Regions from separate parts of the Macaca mulatta genome. Here region 2 is linked to region 1. Evidence: chromatin contacts called from public Hi-C data. All regions are on one chromosome and are shown on one strand. The core of a region is the stretch at or near the end of the contact, and the rest is flanking DNA. Distances in the headings are between cores, read along the strand shown. Region 1 holds the start of ACAT2 (acetyl-CoA acetyltransferase 2). Region 2 holds the start of WTAP (WT1 associated protein).

The links. Hi-C and Micro-C count contacts between places; a contact is called where the count stands out from the background.
Region 2: a Hi-C map of liver shows a contact between it and region 1, with 1.6 times the contacts expected there. The contact joins the promoter of WTAP here to the promoter of ACAT2 in region 1. A contact is called at or near these places in 5 of 14 Hi-C or Micro-C datasets (CD4 T cells, cortical neurons, fetal cortex germinal zone and 2 more).

Annotation. Positions count from the first base shown.
Region 1 is chr4:12,246,931-12,250,686 of T2T-MMU8v2.0, reverse strand. It overlaps ACAT2 (acetyl-CoA acetyltransferase 2), which reads left to right and starts at 2,107. Exons shown (of 9, transcript XM_015137627.3): 1 at 2,107-2,263; 2 at 3,040-3,174. The coding sequence starts at 2,209. It overlaps TCP1 (t-complex 1), which reads right to left. Exons shown (of 20, transcript NM_001257728.1): 19 at 3,042-3,175; 20 at 2,098-2,265.
Region 2 is chr4:12,282,785-12,286,286 of T2T-MMU8v2.0, reverse strand. WTAP (WT1 associated protein) reads left to right here and starts at 2,227. Exons shown (of 8, transcript NM_001260846.1): 1 at 2,227-2,443. It overlaps LOC144340253 (a long non-coding RNA gene), which reads right to left and starts at 2,059. Exons shown (of 2, transcript XR_013416149.1): 1 at 1,961-2,059.

The DNA of each region.
Region 1 (3,756 bases), core at 858-3,357:
GGTAATAATATGAGTAGCTATAATGAGGACCCCTCAGGGAACAGATGCTGTTTGGCCACTCAACAGAAGCATGCAATTACCTTCTCAAGATTTGCTCCTAAACTTACTCTACATAGAGCCTTCAGGCAGGAAACAATATATTTCTTGTCTCCAGAAGAATATATTCATACTCATTCAAATGTGCTAGGCACTGGCCATAAAGAATGTATTGGTGTTCATTCATAATAAAGCAGTGTAACAGGATCATCTTGCAAAGCTTATATAGTCTGGTAGAGGAGACAGATAAACGAGGAATTATATGGTAAGTTGAAAGAGGAAGTTAGGGGTAAGATGCTGCACCAAATCCAGGAGATTGGAAGGTTTTTCTAGAAGAAGTAATGTTTAAGAGGAGTTTCAGAGGTAAATTTCTGGCTTGGTTAACAGAGAATAGTTACACTGCTCACTGAGATTAGAGAAGAAACAGGCTGGAAGAGTTTGGTTTCAATGTCAAATTTGAGGTGCTTATAGGAAATTTTATTTGTTTATTTATTTATGAGACACAGTTTCTCTCTGTCGCCCAGGCTGGAGTGCAGTGGTGTGATCTCGGCTCACTGAAACCTCTGCCTCCCAGGTTCAAGCGATTCTCCTATATCAGCCTCCCCAGTAGCTGGGATTACAGGCGCACGCCACCATGCCCGGCTAATTTTTGCATTTTATGGTAGAAATGGGATATCACCATGTTCGCCAGGCTGGTCTCAAACTGCTGATCTCAAATGATCCGCCCTCCTCGGCCTCCCAAAGTGCTGGGATTACAGGTGTGAGCCAGGGTGCCCGACCTGCTGCGCTTGTAAGAATTTAAATGAAGAGGGTCAGTTTAGGAGACTAGGTTAGATGTAAAGATTTCAGACTTGTCAGTATACAGGTGGTGACTGATGCTGTGGGAAGGACTGGTATTACCCAGGGAGCTGGTGCAAAGTAGGAGCCTTGGGGAACATGTTAAGGGGATGTCAGAGTAACCCCACAAAGCCTCAGAAGTGGCCAGAGAGTAAGGGGAAAATGGGATAGAATAGAGCAAAAGCCACGGGAGGCATTCCTTGAATTCCTTGGACTCAGATATGTTAGGGGACAGGAAACACATTCAAGATAACTGAAGAGACTTAACTATGCTGCTGAGTTCTTAGCAGGGGAGGCAGCTGATTTCACCACTATTCCAGACCCTAAAGATTTCTCCTGAAATTGCACTGTTATGCAACTTTTTTCCTTCTCTATTGCCCCACCTCTGGGGCGTACACTCTAGTTTATCTTCTCTGATTTATCTGACTCATCCACATATCTCTGCAAAGTCTTAATGTAGGTTTCCAGGATTTAATGATTCTTTCAATCTACTTTAAAGTTCTTCAGGAAGATTCTCCAGGTCCGTCAACAGTTTTCCCCTTCATGACTTTGTGACCAAGTTTTCTTGTTCCACTATCCAGGTGTTCCCAACAAGTTGCTGTAACGGTGGCCCTGATAAGCTTGCCTAGAACCCTAGAAAGCTCAGAAAAATTATGAACTTTGCCCAGTAAGAGGCTGGGAAGTCAGCAAGGGTTTTAAACAAAACTGACCCCACTTGTTATATGCTTTCACTGTCCAAACGTCAACCAAGGTAACTTTTCACTGTGGGACGTTAAGACGCTGCCGGCGTCCTCACCCCTTCACCACCAGAGCTGATCTTCGAAGGCCAGAGGGCGCCAGACCCACGGGGGCTCGCACCGAGACGCTCCCAGCAAGCCCCGTACGGGCCGGGCTCTCACTCGAGATTCTCGCCCGTGGGATTCCAGTCCCGGGCTGAACGAGAGTGAGTCTTTTGTCACACCCCACTCTTTACTGTTTCGAAAAACTCTAAGGTTAAAACAAAAAAGCCCAAAACGTCAAGACGGGGGACTCCAACACTGGGGTGTCTAGAAACACTGGGGTCTTCAGAAGCTCTGCACATGCGTCCGAGGTCCCCGGTTCTGCCCGCAGCCCCAGACCCCAACCTCACTTCCGCCCTGCGCCCCTCGAGCCTCGGCCCGCCCTGGCTCTGGCCTTGCGCCTGCGCACAGTGGGATGCGCGAGGAGGCGGGGGGCAGGGGGCGGGGCTACCTCAGGTCCCGCCCGTGGCGCGGCCTGTGGGCTGCGAGGAGGAGCCTTGCCTAACTTGCAGGCAGCGCAGGGCAGACGGCGGCAGGAGAAGCGGTCGTGGGCAGGATGAATGCAGGCTCAGATCCCGTGGTCATCGTCTCGGCGGCGCGGACCATCATAGGTGAGCGGCCGGCGGGCCTCGCGCAGAGTCCAAGGCGCCTGCTGCTTCGGCAGGAGCGCCGAGGGCCGGACTTGTGTAGGAGAGGAGCGTATGTGGAGGAAGCCGCTCAGGCCAAGCCTGGAGGACCTGCGGGATCCTTGGAACCCCGGGCCTCCCGCGTTCCCTGACCTGGCGCGACAGCCCCACCTTCTCCTCTCCCGATGTGCGCACTCCGTCCCTCGTGCTCTGATTGGCTCCCAGGGTAGAGCCATCGCGTGGCCTGCGTCTCCCATTGGTTGGCGTAGGAAGGCGTTCTTCTGCGGGTCCCCTGATTGGCCGACTCCGGGAGGCGCCATCGGTAATGCCTGTGGCAGGGGCGTAACTGCTAGGTGGTCTGAGCAGGGCTTTGGGCTGGGGTCCGGCTGTCACACAATGGCTGGAAGTCGCGACTTCGTCTCCTTCGTGCCACATGGTTTTCAAAGCCCTTGATCCGCCAGTTCCTTTTGTTTGGGAACCATGGGGCCGCATCCAGTCGTTCGGATTTGGGGAAATAGAAGGGGTACAGCGGCGTCCCTAGGCCGTTCCGAAGGTCGCTTGTCTGGCCCTCGGCCACTGCGAGTCCTGGCACCCACCTTGACCTTTGCTCAGACCAGCAGGTGTGGGAACGTGTGGGAGGAGGGGCACTGCCTCCTCGCGGTGGCCTTGCCAAACAGCGTCATGAGGCCCCGCTGCTCCTCGGTGGTTTCTACATTACCCACAGGTTTGTGATGTCCGCGCTCTCCGCCTTTCTACTGCAGGTTCCTTCAATGGTGCCTTAGCTACTGTTCCTGTCCAGGACCTGGGCGCAACTGTCATCAAAGAAGTCTTGAAGAGGGCCACTGTGGTTCCAGAAGATGTGTCTGAGGTCATCTTTGGACATGTTTTGGCAGCAGGTAACTCTCAGTGATTCCAGGAGAAGTCAAGCTTATTAGAAACAGCCCATAAACGCGCACACGCACACACACACACACACACACACACACTCTCACTCAAGTTCTTGCCTCCATGCTTTTGCTCAGAGTTCCCTCTGTTAAGATTCCTCTTGTGGCCCCTTCTTCCAGCCCTGTCAGTAGCTTCTATCCAGTTTGAGACTCAGCTTCTTGGCCAGGCAGGGTGGCTCCCACCTGTAATCCCAGCACTTTGGGAGGCCGAGGAGGAAGGATCACTTGAGGCCAGAAGTTTGAGATCAGCCTGGGCAACAAAGCAAGACCCTGTCTCTACAAAAAATAAAATAATTAGCCAGGCATGATGGTCTGTGCCTCCCAACTACTGGAGAGGCTGAGGTGGGAGGATCACTTGAGCCCAGGAGTTTGAATCTGCAGTGATTGTGTCACTCACTGCATTCCATCCTGGGTGACAGACTGAGACCCTTTCTCTAAACAAACAAAAAGTCTTCGCTTCATTAATATGCTTTTTGTGAATGAACTTAGACCACTGACCTATACTGCCTTTTCATTCTTAAGACGCAGGGCCAG
Region 2 (3,502 bases), core at 978-3,477, 35 kb before region 1:
AGAAGGAAGGAAGAAAACAAAGCAGAAGTACAGCAGGATGCAAAACACGCCTATACAAAGAACCAACTTTCCCTATGCTCAGGTCTGGGACTTTAGTATGCAGATTTCTGTATAGGCTCCCAGAAGGTCCTAGATCCAATCTCCTGCATATAAGGAAAGACTACACTATCTCAACACAGATACACTACTAGAGTACTGCGTTCAAAAGCTCGGAGGCACCAGTGGTGGTGGCTCGCAATCTCCTGCATATAAGGAAAGACTACACTATCTCAACACAGATACACTACTAGAGTACTGTGTTCAAAAGCTCGGAGGCGCCAGTGGTGGTGGCTCATGCCTGTAATCCCAGCACTTTGGGAGACCAAGGCAGGCAGATCACCTGAGGTCAGGAGTTTGAGACCAGTCTGACCAACGTGGTGAAACCCCATCTCTACTAAAAATACAAAAATCAGCAGGGGATGATGGCACATGCCTATAATCCCAGCTACTCAGGAGGCTGAGGTGGAAGAATCGCTTGAACCAAGGAGGCAGAGGTTGCAGTGAGCTGAGATTACACCACTGCACTCCAGCCTGGGCAACACAGTGAGACTGTCTCAAAAAAAAAAAAAAAAAAAAAGCCCCAAATTATTTTTTCTGTGTATCGCTAGTTGTATTAGTTAAGTTCATTTGTTTCTATTTGCTTTCAACCTTAGGATTTATTTTGTTTTCTTTTTTATTTACTTTTTGGCTATGTAAAACGAAAAATTCAAAGTAGAGAAGTCTTGTCTCCCCTCCACTCTTTCCCACCACTCTTTATAGGTAACTATTTTAAGTTTCAAGGATATCCTTCCAATTCCTCCCCCAAAATAAGTATATATATATAAATATTCATATTAAATATATTTTTATATATTTAAGTAAATAAAAGCATATATGCTTATTTTTGCTTTTGAATAACGTGAATACTTAATATACTTAAGTATTTAAGTGAATACTTGATATAACCTGAGACTCATTTCAAAGCAACACGATTATTTTATGAATCTTTTTAATGGCTGCACTGTATTCTACTGTATGGATGCACCATTCCCAATCAGTTCTCTATTAATGGATATTTGGGTTATCCCTAACTTTTGCTATGACAGCACTGCAATAACCTTGTGTACCTATTGTTTCCACGTGTGGAGCTGTACCTTCAGAATAAGGTTAGGGTTAGAAGTATAACTTCAAGGTATAAGAAAAAACAAGTAATTTTGAACTCGACAGAACTTGAACCATTTTTCCATTCCCACCAGGAAAGGCAATTTCAATGTGTATTTCCATTGTAAGTGAGGTGGAGCGACTTTCTATGTTCATGAGGAACACAGAATTACATAGAACATAAAAAATGACTATTTTTTCTGAGAATCATCTGTTCATGTGCTTCCCCATTTTCCCCTTTGGCTTTTGGACTTTTTGTTTTCAATTTTTTAGCGCTCTTGTGATACAAGTTGCAAAGATTTTCTCCAGACTGATCTGATTCACTGGGAACACACTATGGCCATCTGGAATGTACTTTAATCCTAATAGATCACCCTACTACAAGACACTCCTTTGGGGATGAACAGGTTCGAGAAAGCCGGCTAAGGACAGACCAATCAAAAGAACTACGTGCTCCTCTAGTAAGTGTTTAGAGACTGCTTCTCCAGGTAACACCGCCCTTACTCGGCGGTCCAGATGGCAGTCTTGCTTCAGGGAGTCTACTCCACTTGCAGGACCTCTTTGGTTGGGTTCACTAAACCTCACAGGGCCGCCTTCCCCACGTTCGAGTTAGCAAGGAGCCCTCAGCGCCGCGGACACAGCGCAACCTCCGACGCCGGAGAACAATAGCTCCTTGATGCGTCTCCAGAGATGTCAAGGAGGAACGAACCCAGCGGCCAGAAGGCTGCGCCTCACGACTGAAGAGAGGGAGGACATCGGATTCTAAGTTCCCAAAACTTACAGGTGAGCTTCTGCTAAGAGCAAAGGCCCGCGGCTCGCCGCCCACCGCTTCTCTTCTGAGGTGGCACCTGGTTCTCCGGCACGCGGAAGCATCACGGATGAGCGTCGCGAACACAAAGCGGCCAATCACGGGCCGCCTTCGCCCAGATCCCTCCGCACGAGGCCGCCCCCGCAGCCGCAGGTGGCCCCGGCGAGTACGTCCACCTTCCCTTCCCGTGATGCCCCGGGGCTGACCTCCGACCTCGCTGGCCCGCCCCTCCCTTCGGCCGCTTCCCTTACCGCGCTAGCTGAGCTCCGGCGCCCGCGGAGCTCGCGCCAGGCTCCTGGGAAAGGACGGGGCGTATTACCGGGGAGCAGCTGCTCCATTGCGCCTCGAGGCCCCGATCGGGCTAGGCTGGCGGCCTCCCTCCCTTCACCTTTCCTCTCCTGGCAGGGCCCGGCGGCGGGCGAGTGACTGCGGCCACGCCTGAAAGGCGACTCTTCTGTGAGTGGGCCAGAACGCGAACATGGCGGAGCGGGGAGGCTGGCGGGAGGCGGGAGGCAGTGGCGCTGGCCTGCGGCGAGTTTGGGCCGGCTGTGGGGCGGGGCGGGGCGGAGCGGAGCCCGGTGGCGGGGCGGGGCCGGGCGGCGGGTCCTGGTTTCCTCCCTCAGCGCCATTTTGTGGCAGCGAGACCCACAAATAAAGGGGAGCGCTGGGGTTGCGGCGGGACTAGGAGTGCGGCGGGGCAGGCGCCAGAGCTGTCCGGCTGCGCGGGGGCCCGGGGGGCCCGGGCGGCAGGGCAAGCAGCGCGGCCTCGGCCTATGCGACTGGCGGCGCCGGCGCGGCTTCTGCCTGAAGAGGTAGGTGCGGGCCGGCTGGCGGGAGCGGCCGCGGGGGACCTCCGGGGCTGAGGGTTGGGGCGCAGCCGCCCCCGGCCGGTAAGAGGCTGGCAGGGCCCGAAAGGCCACTCGGGCCCGGCGCGGCACCAGTCTCGTTATCCGCTCTACCTTCCCGCCAGCGGGGAACACTTCCGCCGCGTCGAGGCCATTTTATCTCCGTCCTCCGTCCCCAGGGCCCGGGGTGAGAGGGGTGCTCCGGCGGCCAGAGAGACCGGCCACTCACGGAGGTCGGAGGATGCCCTCCGCGGGCTGAGCGGCGGCGCTCGTTTTTTCCTCACCTCGGTGTTGCTCCCTCCACCTCCCTTGGGCCTCTCCCGAGTTCAGCAAGGAAAAAAAGAAACGTTCGTTCCCTACATTTCATGTCACGCAGTAGGATGTTACTGCAGCTACGTTCTCTTGTAGACTTCCATTTTTAAATGAGTGCATGCATTCTGAGGAAAGAAACTGAATTATTTGCAGATTTTTGTGAAATCCAAGTCTTACGTTGGATCCCTGTGAGACAGTTACTACATTATTTTTTTAACCTTTTTTCATAAGTCAGTGTACACGTAGTGGAAAAGGCCAAGTTCTTGTTTTGATAAGGAAGTCACTTGGTTGGTTGATCCCAAAGGACTAGCTTAACATTATCAAGGACTAGCATAGCTGATTATGTAAAAAAAAAAAA